Linked DNA regions of Mus musculus: regions 2 and 3 are each linked to region 1. Evidence: chromatin contacts called from public ChIA-PET and HiChIP or PLAC-seq data. All regions are on one chromosome and are shown on one strand. Each heading gives the region's core, a stretch centred on a gene start, on an enhancer-like site or on the middle of the called end of the contact. The rest is flanking DNA. Distances are from core to core; before and after follow the strand shown.

Region 1 (3,977 bases), core at 924-3,423:
ACACACACATGGCACACAGACATACATTACATACAGGCAAAAAGGATATAAATATAAAGTAAAATAAGCATTTTAAAAATAAAAATTATTTAGGAGCGAACAGTAACAGTATTGTGAAGATGAAAGATAAAATCCCACTTTCAGAGACAGATTTGAATGAGGAAAAAGCCTCCTGTTGGTAGTTTATTCAGAGCCTGGTATAGTGGCACACTAGGCTTGAATCTGAGTCCTTGGGTTCTACCAAAACTACTTGACAATTACCCATATCTAAGAATGAAGTTTTTTTGGGTTGTTTGTTTGTTTTTAGGGGCAGGCTGGGGTGGTGTGTGACTGCGATCCCACCTTTTGGTAGGATGAGTCAGACTGCCCACAAATTTGGGACCAGCCTGGTCTACATATCAAATCTAGTGCCAGCCTGTGGTACTTGAGACCTTGTCTCAACAAACAAAATGACAAGGGCTGGGGATAGCTCAAGAGTAGAGCATTTATCTGGCATGAGCCAGGCTGTGGGTTCCATCCCCAGCACTGCAAACCAAGCTGGCCGGTCAATTGACTGGGTGCCAGCTGAAGCTCTGATCTCTCATAAGTGAAGACTAGAGAATTTGCTTGGTGTAGAAGGAAGGTGGAGGTGCTGTCACTGACCAGACGACAATAGGGTGGCCGAAAGCTGCGGGGGTTGAAGAACAGACAGTTAAACAGGCTAGCTGTGGGACCTGCTGCCACGAAGAGAGAACTTTCATTGGATTGCCTTGTGTCTGGAAAAGGAAATGGGCTAGAGACAAGGAAACTGGCATTCTAAAAGCCAGCGTATCTGTAAAGTGGGAAAGGGTGGGCTTAGAGGCACAATCCTGTTTCTTTACACGGGAGGATCCAGCCCTGGGAACATGGCTCCAAAACACCAAAGTTGTAAGAGCAGCGTTAGCCTCTGGGAGCTGCAAACTGCCCCTGTATCCCTGAGCTTCCACAGTCAGCCTATCCCAAAACCAAGGCCGTGGCTGTGCACATCCATAGGCTGAACAGGCTGAGCAAGCTTCCCTCCTGCCCTGCCCCCTCCGGACACAGGTGAGAGAGGTCAGAGGAGCAGTGCTCAGCAGCCCTTGGTACATGGGTGGCTTGTGGGGTGGTTTGTGTGTGTGTGTGTGTGTGTGAGCGCGCGCGAGCATGAGCTTGTATGTGTCTTTAAACTGGCAGCTTAAAAGAGCCCCACAGGCATCTGCATTTTCTACCCCATCCTAACCCCTAGGCCCAGTGCCAGGGGAGCAGACCCTTTGTCAGCGGAGCCATCCTGGCTTTGTGCTCCATGAGGAAGGCAGAAAGAGACCTTTGGCAATCCTCATGGGGAGGGGAGGGACTCGGGCACCAAAGTCTCCAAAAACGTTCTCATTTGAACAAACAAACAAGAACAAAGCTGGAGGAAGGGCCGCGGAGACAGCGAGTGAACTCTCAAACTACCGTAATTAAGGTGGACTCCCTCCCAAACGCTCCTGCGCTAAAGCCGCTGTGTTTATTAACCTGGTCAAAAGGCGGCAGGGCAAACTAAGCTGGAGCTTTGCCTCTGAACAATTTAGCATGCAAATGAGACAGAGGCACTGGGGTGTGAAGGGGACCCGTTAGTAACTCCGTTGGTCTTGGACTATATATGTACAGGAGAGGGGAAGTCCCTGCCTATGGACGGAGATGCTGGGACAAACCGGGCAGAAATTGGGGTGGTGACCTGTTTGCACCCAGATGGCATCCACTGGAACAGGCTGGGTTGCTACCGAGGCTAGGAGCTGGCAGACTTGCCCGCCCCACCCCCAGGGCCATGCCAATTAACGTATAAGACTGTGCCAGTGAGACCCAGGGATATTTACATTGCATTTGTGCCAGTGTCAGCCCAGGGGGTGACTACCCAGTGAAAACCTTTGCACTGTGCAAGAGGGCATTGCCAGGGTGTCTGCACGGCAGAAGTGAGCATATGGGCCGCAAGCAACCCTACAGACAGAGGAGGGAGTACAGCACCCACGTGGATCTCCCTCCGGCGGCTCTGCTTTGGTTTCGAGACCTGTAACTAAGGCAAAAGACCACTAGGGCTCCTAGTTGCACCGCTTTCCCTCCTCCCAGCTGCTCTGGTCTCAGTCTCTGGCGCTCAGGCTCAGAGATACAAAACAGCTGAGCAGATAAACAAGCCACCACCTGCTCTCTCCTCCCCAGTGACACCGCCCTCGTCCCCAAGTCCCACCCCTTCTTCCGTGCACTCTCTCCCTCCATTCCCCCCAGAAGCCTCACTCCCTGGTGGCATGGTGGCGGCAGCAGCTGCTGCAGTCTGCCTCTCTCCTGCTGGCACTTACTCCGCAACACGCCCCCCCCCCCAGCCCCTCCGCCGCCCCTGTGCCCCACCAATGGCAAATGAGGAACACGTGTCTGGAGCCCTGTGCGCTCTCTCTCTCTCTCTCTCTCTCTCTCTCTCTCTCTCTCTCTCTCTCTCTCTCTCTCTCTCTCTCTCTCTCCTCCCGAGGCCATTTCAAACAAAACGTTTGTGCTTCTGAAAGTCAGGCATGGATCTCTGGAGTCCCCAAGGAAAACAGGTTTATGGCATCCGCCAGCCCTGGAGCCAGTGTCTGGCCATTTGGCCCAGAGCCCTTTTGCTAGGGACAGGAAGAGTGAAAGGAAAGGGTTAATCTGTACAGAGGAGCCCTCAGGGGTCCAGTTCCATTCCAGACTGCAGGGGAAGTAGGCTCTGGGATAGAGGGCTCTGGAAAACACCCGGGAGAAAGTCAAGTCACCTCTTGTAATACTTGATAGTGCAGAAGAGAGGCATATATATGATGTGCTCTGACACATGTTACATATATCACATATATTATTGTGCTTGGTGTGTCCCTGTGACAACACACTTTGGGTTTGGTAGTCAGAAGCCCTAAGTTAGCTTAGGGCTTAATAGGTCCCCAGCGCCAATGGCAGGCATTAACAGAAGGTCCCATTAGTTGGGGACACAGGAGAGGAACTCCAGAGTGCCTCTTCCCAGGGAGCAAGTGTGTGCCCTAAGCTGCCTGGTGAGATACCCTAGAGGCTCTGAGCGCAATTCACAGCTTGAACCCTGCACTGCCAGCCACCTCAACTGTGAGAAGCTTAAGATGATAAAACTTGGTGCCCCCCACCCTGTTTTTCTGTCCTTACACCCTCACCCCCCTGGCACCCCCACTCCACCCTCCCACCTCCCAGGCCCCCAACACTCCCCGCGCTGTGCCTCTAGTTCCTCATAAATTTGTCTTTACAGTTTATGCAGAAGGGCTTGTGTTTGAAGGACCCAAGCCTGCCTTTCATTTGTTCGAACCTCCCATCCCTTTGTGCTGGAGGGCAAAGCTGGGCCTTGCACTGCATATGCGGAGCAAAGGCCCCGCCACTGAGCTTCACCCAGACTGTCATCAGGTATTTGAACGCACAATGCTGTTTGGTGTGGTAAGCAGCCAAGAGACCAACTTAGCACAGGGCTGGGCAGGACGACAGTCAAGGCTTTCTGGCCTTGAAGGAGAGACTTCAACTTCCTCAGACCCCCAGATTTAGTTTTCTCACTGGTAAACTGCAAAAGGGGGCCCTGACGAGAGCTCAGAGGTTAAAGGTGCTGGCCACCGTGCACACACACACACACACACACACACACAATTCATTGACTAGTTAACTAATTAATAGAAATTTTTTAAATAAAAAAGGACCTGCCTCATAATTTAGCTAGTCATTTATTTATTTATTTATTTTAAATTTTATTTATTTAATGTATGAGTGCTCTGCTGCACATACATCTGCCTGCCTGAAGAGGGCATCAGATCCCCCTATAGATGGTTGTCAAACACCATGTGGTTGCTGGACTTGAACTCCAGACCTCTGAAAGAGCAGTCAGAGCTCTCAACCACTGCTAAGCCATCTCACCAGCACTTATTTATTTTTAGACAGGGTTTTTCACTAGGCTGGCCTGGAACTCTCCTGCTAGTCCGTGC
Region 2 (4,047 bases), core at 49-2,548, 140 kb after region 1:
GGAAGTTCCATGGAGCTGCAGGAATCTCCTGCTCCTCCTTGCTCACCCCTCCCTCCCCGCAATCCTAAAATATCTCGTATTTAATAGAAAGTTGCACTCTAGGTTTACTGTTTTTTATTGGTATAATTAATATTTTGCAGAAAAATTGGTGGTTTAGAGTTGCATTCAACTTTGATGGAAGAAGCTATTTTATTTTAGATCTATTCTGTTTCAAGGGAAGTTGAGGAAAAAAAAAATATTACAGCAAAGCAGCAAAACAGACCTTCAGCCTTTGGAAGTATCCGAGATATGCTGCTGGACCAACTAAAATTGTTTATAGCTGGTTTCAGGTCCCTGAGCATTATAGGCACTCTATCTGATTTATACTCTACAGTCTAAATTGGCATGGCACATGCCTTTGGGATTAAATTAATTTATACCAAGTGAGAAAGCATCAGCTGTCAAAGTCAGGGTGCCTTCTGGAGACCAGTATGCTTTTTTTCTTGGAGCATTCTGAGCTTACACTCCAGGCATTCTCTCTTGAACAGCAGCTGGGAGAGCCCTTCCCAGGGCCTGCTGAGCTTCCCTTTGTGCAGAAGTGGATCTGTTCCCACACAGGAGCAGAGCTGACCCAGATCCTACACCATCCTTGATCCTATGTACATCAGAAGGATTTTAGCTCTAAAAAAAGTTAATGCAACAAACAGAATCTATTATTCTTTTTAGGTGTTTTTGTTTACTACTTTTCTGTCTCTAATGAACTCAAAGCATTATTGTGATTGATTGGTAATTATGCAAATCTATGATCTTTGTCCTTATTTGGAATTAGAAGAAAGATTTCCTATTGAGTAAGATTAAAGAAAATTTGTACAATGAACAGGAGCATCCCAGCAGGCAAGAGAAAATATCAGTGTTGTTTAAGAGAAGGGATTTAGGAATATCCTATCTTTAGAGTGTCTATATAGTCAAATGGTTTTGTTAAGCAGGCAGGACTTTAGAAATAAGCAGTTAAGAATACTTTTCTGCAAGTGTGCTAAAAGCACCTCTTTGTGTTACTTTCCATTGCCCAGTGGTGTGGGCTGTCCCTTGCTCAGCCTGAGTTCTTCCCCAGTAGCCACTGCATGGTGGAAAGATTTGTTCTCTGGGGCAGGGAAAGTGGGGGGACATTGATTCGGGCTTTTCACTAATGAGCTGTGACGACAGCTGCAAGAGGGGCAAATCCTGTTACTCTCTTCACCTACTCTCTGAGGCTGCAGAGTGGATGGGAACAAGGTTCCCCTCTCTCTGCCGATCTGCTGCCTTTTCTGCTGTTGCCTTTCCCTTCCTCTTCTGCCCCTGAGCATCTTGGCAAAGGTCACATTTCGGTGCTCACAGTTCATTGCACACAGTGAAAGGGAGATACAAAAGAGTAGGAGAGAAAGTGAGAAAAGCAACCAAAAAAAAAAAAGGTTGGGGTGGAGATTTTTAGGAGGCTCTCTCCCTTGCTGCCTTAGTCTTACGACTTAAGCTCCAGGTTGAAACCTTAAAGCTTTGAATAACCTGGATTTCCAAGTAGTTTTTTGTAAGCAACTTATTAGAGCATGAACATGATGGGCTGTGAGTTAAAGAGAATTTCAATTTCTGTTCTGAAACTTGTAAATTTTGAAGATCGTTTTATCCCTAGTGTTTGCTCAGACTGTCATTGTAAGGATGACCTGTAATATTTATAGTATGTGTCAGAGACCATACTTAGCAATATTTTCCTAATAGAAAAAAATGTTAAATTGTGGCAAAAAGTTTTAAAATTGAACTATTAAAACGATTTCCCCATTAACCATTCTTAAGTGCAGTTCAGTAGTACCTTGCTGCTAGTCATTTGAGTGCACATTTTAGTAGTGTTAAGTGCAGTCACACCGATGTGAGGCACATCTCCAGAACTTTTTCTTTTCTGTGTCTGAGATTCTGTACCATTAAACTAACATGGAAAAGGTTAACCAAGCTGGTCCTTTTGTTAAGCAGGATTAAAATGGCTTCTCCGTTCTTTTGTTGTTGCTGTTTTCTCCTATAACATTCTTACTGTCCATTCCACTCCAGAATGAGAGAAAGGTATGTTTCACTATAGAGTTTTTGGTTTATTTATTAGTATAAACTGCTGGGACTCTATTACCTACAGGAGCAGGATAAAGCAGCTATTTAAAATTTTTTGCTTATAGGGGGTTGGGGGAGAGAGGATTTCAGTGTGTAGCTCTGGCTTGCCTATCTCTGCCTCCTGAGTGCTGGGATTGAAGGTGTAGATCACTGTGTCTAGCTTTAATAACTCTTGACCTAGCATTCTCTGGGAAAAGGCCTTGTAGAAGTGCACAACTGGAGCTCTGTGTGTGTGCACATGCACACACTACATACTACATATACACACACTACACACACACACACACACACACACACACACACACACACATATCAGTGGTGAATACTGGTCTATAATGAAGGTCTTGGGTTCCATCCCCAGCTCAAAAGATCAGGGCTTGAGTGTGGTGAACAAGGGGACATAGTAAATCCCATAGAAGTGTGTATTACAGTAAATGTTAATGTAGCTGTGGCATTTTGGTGGTAGGACCACAAAATTGAAGTCTTCTGGGAAGACTTGTAAGAGTTGTAAAGACCAGTGTCTTCAACATGACTTATTCGTTACATTCGTTACAGAGAGACAGATATATAGTCAGGTATCTTTTTTGAATGCAGTTCATTGTTTACATAGTACACCTCAGGAAAAAGGAAACAGCATTGGTTGAGTAGAGGTAGCACAAGTTGTCTAGTGCGCAGCAAACAACCATGTCCCGAATTCAAAGGTGGGGAAGGACTGGGAGGGCAGAGATCCTGGCCCCACAGCAAATGCTCCTTGAAAGCAATGTTCTTTTAGAGCTACAGAGGCTAGCTATCATAGGCTTAGTTGTACTTAGCCAGGTCAACCAGAATGCCAGACACTCAACATTCACCTGGGTCAGAGGCAGGAGTTCTTAGTGGAACACACAGCCTCTAGAAGTGTTCCTATTGCTATGTGGTTCTTGTGGTAAAATGGGGTATGCTGGGACACCAGCACCTACTGAGCTGCCTGGAGCCTGGTCTTTTTATAGCCCTTCAAAGGTTTGTCTCCTCCTTGCAGACATTTTGGTCTTGCTTCTGGTTGGTGTGGGCTGGCTGATGGGCTTTCTATGGCTTTGCTGGCTATACACTGGTGCTTGGTTCTGGTGTCAGGCTACTGAGCTGAAATGCCTCCATTTTTACTATAATTATATGTGGGTGTGCATGTGAAGAGGAGAGGACACCTTCACTTGGCTTTCGAAGATAGACTTCAGCTCACCAGGCTTGTGTAGCAAGTGCCTTTACCCTCTGAACCATCTTGCTGACCCCATTGAGTCTTTTAAAATATAGAACCTTAATAAGGGAAAGATAGTTTTGTTTCCCCAAGAATACTGTCCTGGGTAACTGGGTTCTCCTCTCCCCTCTCCCTTCTCCCCATCACAGATTTACTGATTTGGAAAAGTCTTTGAGACTGGTTTTGCTATTGGAATCCAGATTGACCTTGAATGTTCTATTCGGCTCAAGCATTGAGATTGCAGGCCTAGCTATCTTGAGAGAGTGGATGTGTATGACCTGTAATTTGCCTTCTAGCTTTAGCATCCCTGGGTTCTGATATACTTTGAAGTGAATAGCCTGGAACTTCTTTGCATCCAGGATTAAGCTACTGTTAGAACAACTGGCCATTTATTTTGTAATCTTAGCCTGTGACCAGGTTTAAACTGTGAGCCTATTGTTGTTGTTGTTGGTGGTGGTGGTGGTGGTTTGTTTTGGTTTTTGATTGTTTTAGAGTCTCAAACAGCCCATTACGTTTTGAAAATAAAGATTTTCCAATTTAGGGCTTTAAAATAATAAACAATTCATTAGATTGCATTAAAAGTTTAATATTTCTCTATACTAGAAAGAGGCTGTTTACTTTATGTAACACACACACACACACACCCCTATGTAATTGTTGAGATCCAAAATCATATGTCATGCTTTTGAAATAAGGTACCCAAAAGTTTAATA
Region 3 (3,633 bases), core at 870-3,369, 220 kb after region 1:
TCTGCCTGTCTCTAGGCATGCACCACCACACCCAGTTGAAACTATACTCCTAAATAAGGGATTAAGAAAGTCAACAGAAACTGTTAACCCATGTCTGGAAGATGACCAGCACTTTAGGCTTGTATCCTTGGGTTCAGTGTACAAATGTGGAGACATGAAGATCAGCGTTGAGTTCTCTGCAGTAAGTGCCAGCCGACACGTAACCAGAGTCTGCACTCACCTGCTGGGCTATCAGGTCCAGCCGGCTTTCCAGGGTGTTGGAAACCTTTATCTTGCGATCCCCATTATAGATCTCAACGCCACCAGCTCTACAGAGAACACAGGAAGTAATGTCACGGGCTTGAGATGTATGTCCATGACACGACACTTACCCGACTCCTACCCTCAGCACAGGACAGCCTCGGCATGTAAAGTGTACAGACAGGGCAACACTAATCCCACAGCGTCAGAGAGAACTCACAGTGCTCGCACACAGGGTACAGTGACTGTTGAGCACAGCCATGGGGCTGCAGCGTGCTGTTCAATTCTAGCCAGCCCTTCCCAGCAAGGTAGAAACCAGCTTCAATTCTCTTAGCTATGAGTCACCAGGCAGCCTATGGAGAGGCGGCACCTGCATGCTGCTGACAAAGGAAGGACAGTGACTCAACATGCCTGGCTGCCTAGTGCCTGCCTCTAGCCACCCTCACGTGTCACCTCACTCCTCAAAGCCTCTCAGCACTCAAGAGACATACACAGGTCAACTGTATTTCAAGGAACCATGGGGAACAAGATTCACCTACAAATGACCAGTTCTGTCAATTACCAAGATAAATGGACTATCAGACAAGGACCCAGATACTACTTGAGACAACATTTCACTAGGTAGCCCAGGCTAGCCTAGGACTTACCATCTAAAATCCTCCTGCTTCTGTGGAGATTACAGGCACGTGCCATTATGCACAGGTGGGAAAGGATTGGTACTTCCTCCTTGGGATGTTCGGTGGCTGATGGCCACAGCTGTACCAATCTCCCCCTTTCTGTGCCTCCCTCTTTTTTTCCAGTCTCCATAGCACTAAAGATGTTGCTCTGCTGAGATCCTGACTCCTGGGTGTTTTGTGGGGGAATGTGAGGACAGGAAGGGAGAGAATAAGCAAAAATGACCTCAGCAGGCACTGAGTGTCAGCTTTCTTCTCTTTCCTTCTGTGTTTTGAGACAGGGTCTCCCTGCATGGTTCAAACTGGCCTCAAACACTCTATCATCAATTGGAGCCAAGAGGCTGAGAGGTGATCAGCCTCCTGAGCAAGCACAGCACTCCTGATGAGCCTACAGCTTCCTAACTTCACAGCAACCTGAGTCTCGTGTACGAGATGTAGTAGATGAGGAAATGCACTCTGAGAAACCAAAAGGAGTAGTAACCACATTAAACAAATACCACTTAACCCAAAACAGTAAGCCTGCAATCTCTTAACTGTAATATTAAACCTCAAAAGGCTCTGAAAGCCACGCATCCTTCAGATAAGAACTGCCTGCCTCTTGTCATCTGGCAGAAACTAGCAGATCTTGACCTATTTATCTTGCATAGCATGAAAATTGCCAATTTTTGTTTTCTGTTTTCAAACAAGGTGTAGTTATGTTGCCCAGGTTGGCAGCTACACCGCTGGTAGGATGTGCATCTCCACGTTGCTGGCCATGAACTCCTGACAATCTTCTGCTACAGCATCCCAAGGACTGTGATTACAGGAAGGTGCCCCATGCCTAGCTTTTCCTGTGTGTCAATTGGGAAATGTTAGTATACCTGGCCATGACAGTGCTGTCTTAGACTTGAAGATACTACACAATGGGAAGCATCGGCACTTTGTCTGTCTTTGGTGCTGATGATGGGACTTGATCTCACACCTGCTATGCACGCTCTCAACTACCGAGCTGCACCCCAGCCCACGTCATTGCTATTCTGCTCTCTGAAATTCAATACATGTCTGATGACAAGGTCCCAGGAGGATCAGCCAGCCCTGTACCTGATGTCTCTGCACTGTCTGCTCAGTTTCCACAGCACATCGGCACCACTGAGCACGCCTAGACATGATCTCATTTCAAATGCTTCAATTTACTCAAGTCAGCTGGGCATGGTGAGCCATGCCTGTGATCCCAGCCTCCTGGCTGCTGTGAACAAAACCAACCTAGTCTACAGAATGAAATCCTGTCTCATCCTCTTACCACCAGAATAACAAAAACAAAAAAACCAAAACTGAAGCCAAGGCTCAAAGAGACAAAATAAGTGTTGCATCACCACTCAGACAGCCCTCAGCCGAGTAAAGCAAACCCACATCTGACTCACGCTTTCATGACATCCTGGGTTCTACCTGGTGTAGCAAGAAATAAAACAAACCCTCAAACCCCAAATCTATTTTTGACGGCCAATGTTCGTTCTCAACCATGTCACAGCCCCAAGCCTCAGCTCTTTCCATTTAGCTCAAGGTTTCCCAAGACCCTGCTCCAGGCTAGGCAATGGTAGCAATGTGATGTCAGACAGAAAGCTCTGGGCACCAACACTAATTTCCAACAGCGAACAGGATTATGTTCCACACTCCCATGCACAAAGTGTTGCCGCCCTGACCTCAAGACCAGCTTGAAGGAATGACAGGAAAACAGACGCAGGTACCTGGAGGATACAGCCACACCTTTCTCCTGCAGCAAAGACCTCACCCAAGAAAACAGTGTTCTTAGGGCTGAGGACTAAATCCAGGATGGGCTTTCCCACTGTACTGGCTGATTTTGTGTCAAGTTGATACAACTAGAGCCAGCAGAAGGGAAGGAGACTCAGTTGAGGACATGCCTCCATGATATCCAGCTATAGATAAGGCATTTTCTCAATTAGTGATCAATGGGGGAGGGCCCAACTGAGGGGGCTGGAGAGATGGCTCAATGGTTAAGAGCACTGCCTGATCTTCAGAAGGTCCTGAGTTCAAATCCCAGCAACCACATGGTGGCTCATAACCATCCATAATGAGATCTGACACCCTCTTCTGGAGTGTCTGAAGACAGCTACAGTGTATGTGCATATAATAATAAATAAATCTTTAAAAAAAAAAAAAAAAAAAGGAAAGCAGGTTGAGCAAGCCCTAAGGAGCAAGTCAATAAGCAGCCCCCTCTGTGACCTCTGTATCAGCTTCCAGCCCTGCTTAAATTCCTGTCCTGACGTCTTCCAATGATGGACTGTGATCTCGAAGTGTTGGCCAAATAAACCTTTTCCTCAACTTGCTTTTCCGTCATAGTGTTGCAGCAAGACAAATCAACTGGGACTCACTCCCCCCACCCCGAATAATAACAATAAAGAAAAGAGTTTTTAAAAGACTCAGCACCAAGGCCATTCCCATAACAAGCAGCAGATTTAACAGAAAGATCCTTACATTTCCTCAGGCAGGTAGGCCTCCTGGTCAATCTGGACATCAACATCCTTTTTGGTAGCAATTTTATACATAGGGATTGCTTTTTGTACTGCGGCCTGGGGGCGGGGGGGAAGCAAACAGAAAACAATAAAAGAGTTTCAGGTAAAATCGAGCTTTGCTGCTGAGGTCCTCACAGTGTTTCCTGAGGAAGAGGGGGAAAAGGAGAGTGTGCACACACACAGGTGGGAGGAAGGAGGAGTGTGCACAC

Evidence for each region. ChIA-PET counts read pairs in DNA pulled down with a chosen protein or histone mark. HiChIP or PLAC-seq counts read pairs in DNA pulled down with a chosen protein or histone mark.
Region 2: a contact with region 1 is called in an H3K4me3 HiChIP or PLAC-seq map of forebrain, with 3 times the contacts expected there. The contact joins two enhancer-like sites. A contact is called at or near these places in 6 of 484 Hi-C or Micro-C datasets (bone marrow-derived macrophages, cumulus cells, embryonic fibroblasts and 3 more) and 11 of 115 datasets of contacts at active chromatin or transcription factors (craniofacial prominence, differentiating embryonic stem cells, embryonic basal ganglia and 5 more).
Region 3: a contact with region 1 is called in an RNA polymerase II ChIA-PET map of memory CD8 T cells, with 6 read pairs. The contact joins two enhancer-like sites. A contact is called at or near these places in 1 of 484 Hi-C or Micro-C datasets (embryonic stem cells), 6 of 115 datasets of contacts at active chromatin or transcription factors (embryonic stem cells, large pre-B cells, memory CD8 T cells and 1 more) and 3 of 9 other capture datasets (adipose tissue, embryonic stem cells and pancreatic islet).

Annotation. Positions count from the first base shown.
Region 1 is chr6:120,578,133-120,582,109 of GRCm38.p6, forward strand. No RefSeq gene overlaps it. Among named protein-coding and RNA genes, the nearest start is that of 1700072O05Rik, 25 kb to the left of the region's middle. Within about 2 kb of position 2,174, at least 212 of the 459 cell types and tissues checked have an H3K27ac peak or open chromatin away from gene starts, as enhancers often do. A contact at or near this core is called in forebrain and memory CD8 T cells, where this site is marked.
Region 2 is chr6:120,715,518-120,719,564 of GRCm38.p6, forward strand. All of the region lies in intron 1 of Cecr2 (CECR2, histone acetyl-lysine reader), which reads left to right. It overlaps Gm52876 (a long non-coding RNA gene), which reads left to right. Exons shown (of 2, transcript XR_003956357.1): 2 at 1-4,047. Among named protein-coding and RNA genes, the nearest start is that of Gm52876, 22 kb to the left of the region's middle. Within about 2 kb of position 1,299, at least 45 of the 459 cell types and tissues checked have an H3K27ac peak or open chromatin away from gene starts, as enhancers often do. A contact at or near this core is called in forebrain, where this site is marked.
Region 3 is chr6:120,797,657-120,801,289 of GRCm38.p6, forward strand. Atp6v1e1 (ATPase, H+ transporting, lysosomal V1 subunit E1) reads right to left here. Exons shown (of 9, transcript NM_007510.3): 7 at 3,387-3,481; 8 at 221-308. Among named protein-coding and RNA genes, the nearest start is that of Atp6v1e1, 23 kb to the right of the region's middle. Within about 2 kb of position 2,120, at least 87 of the 459 cell types and tissues checked have an H3K27ac peak or open chromatin away from gene starts, as enhancers often do. A contact at or near this core is called in memory CD8 T cells, where this site is marked.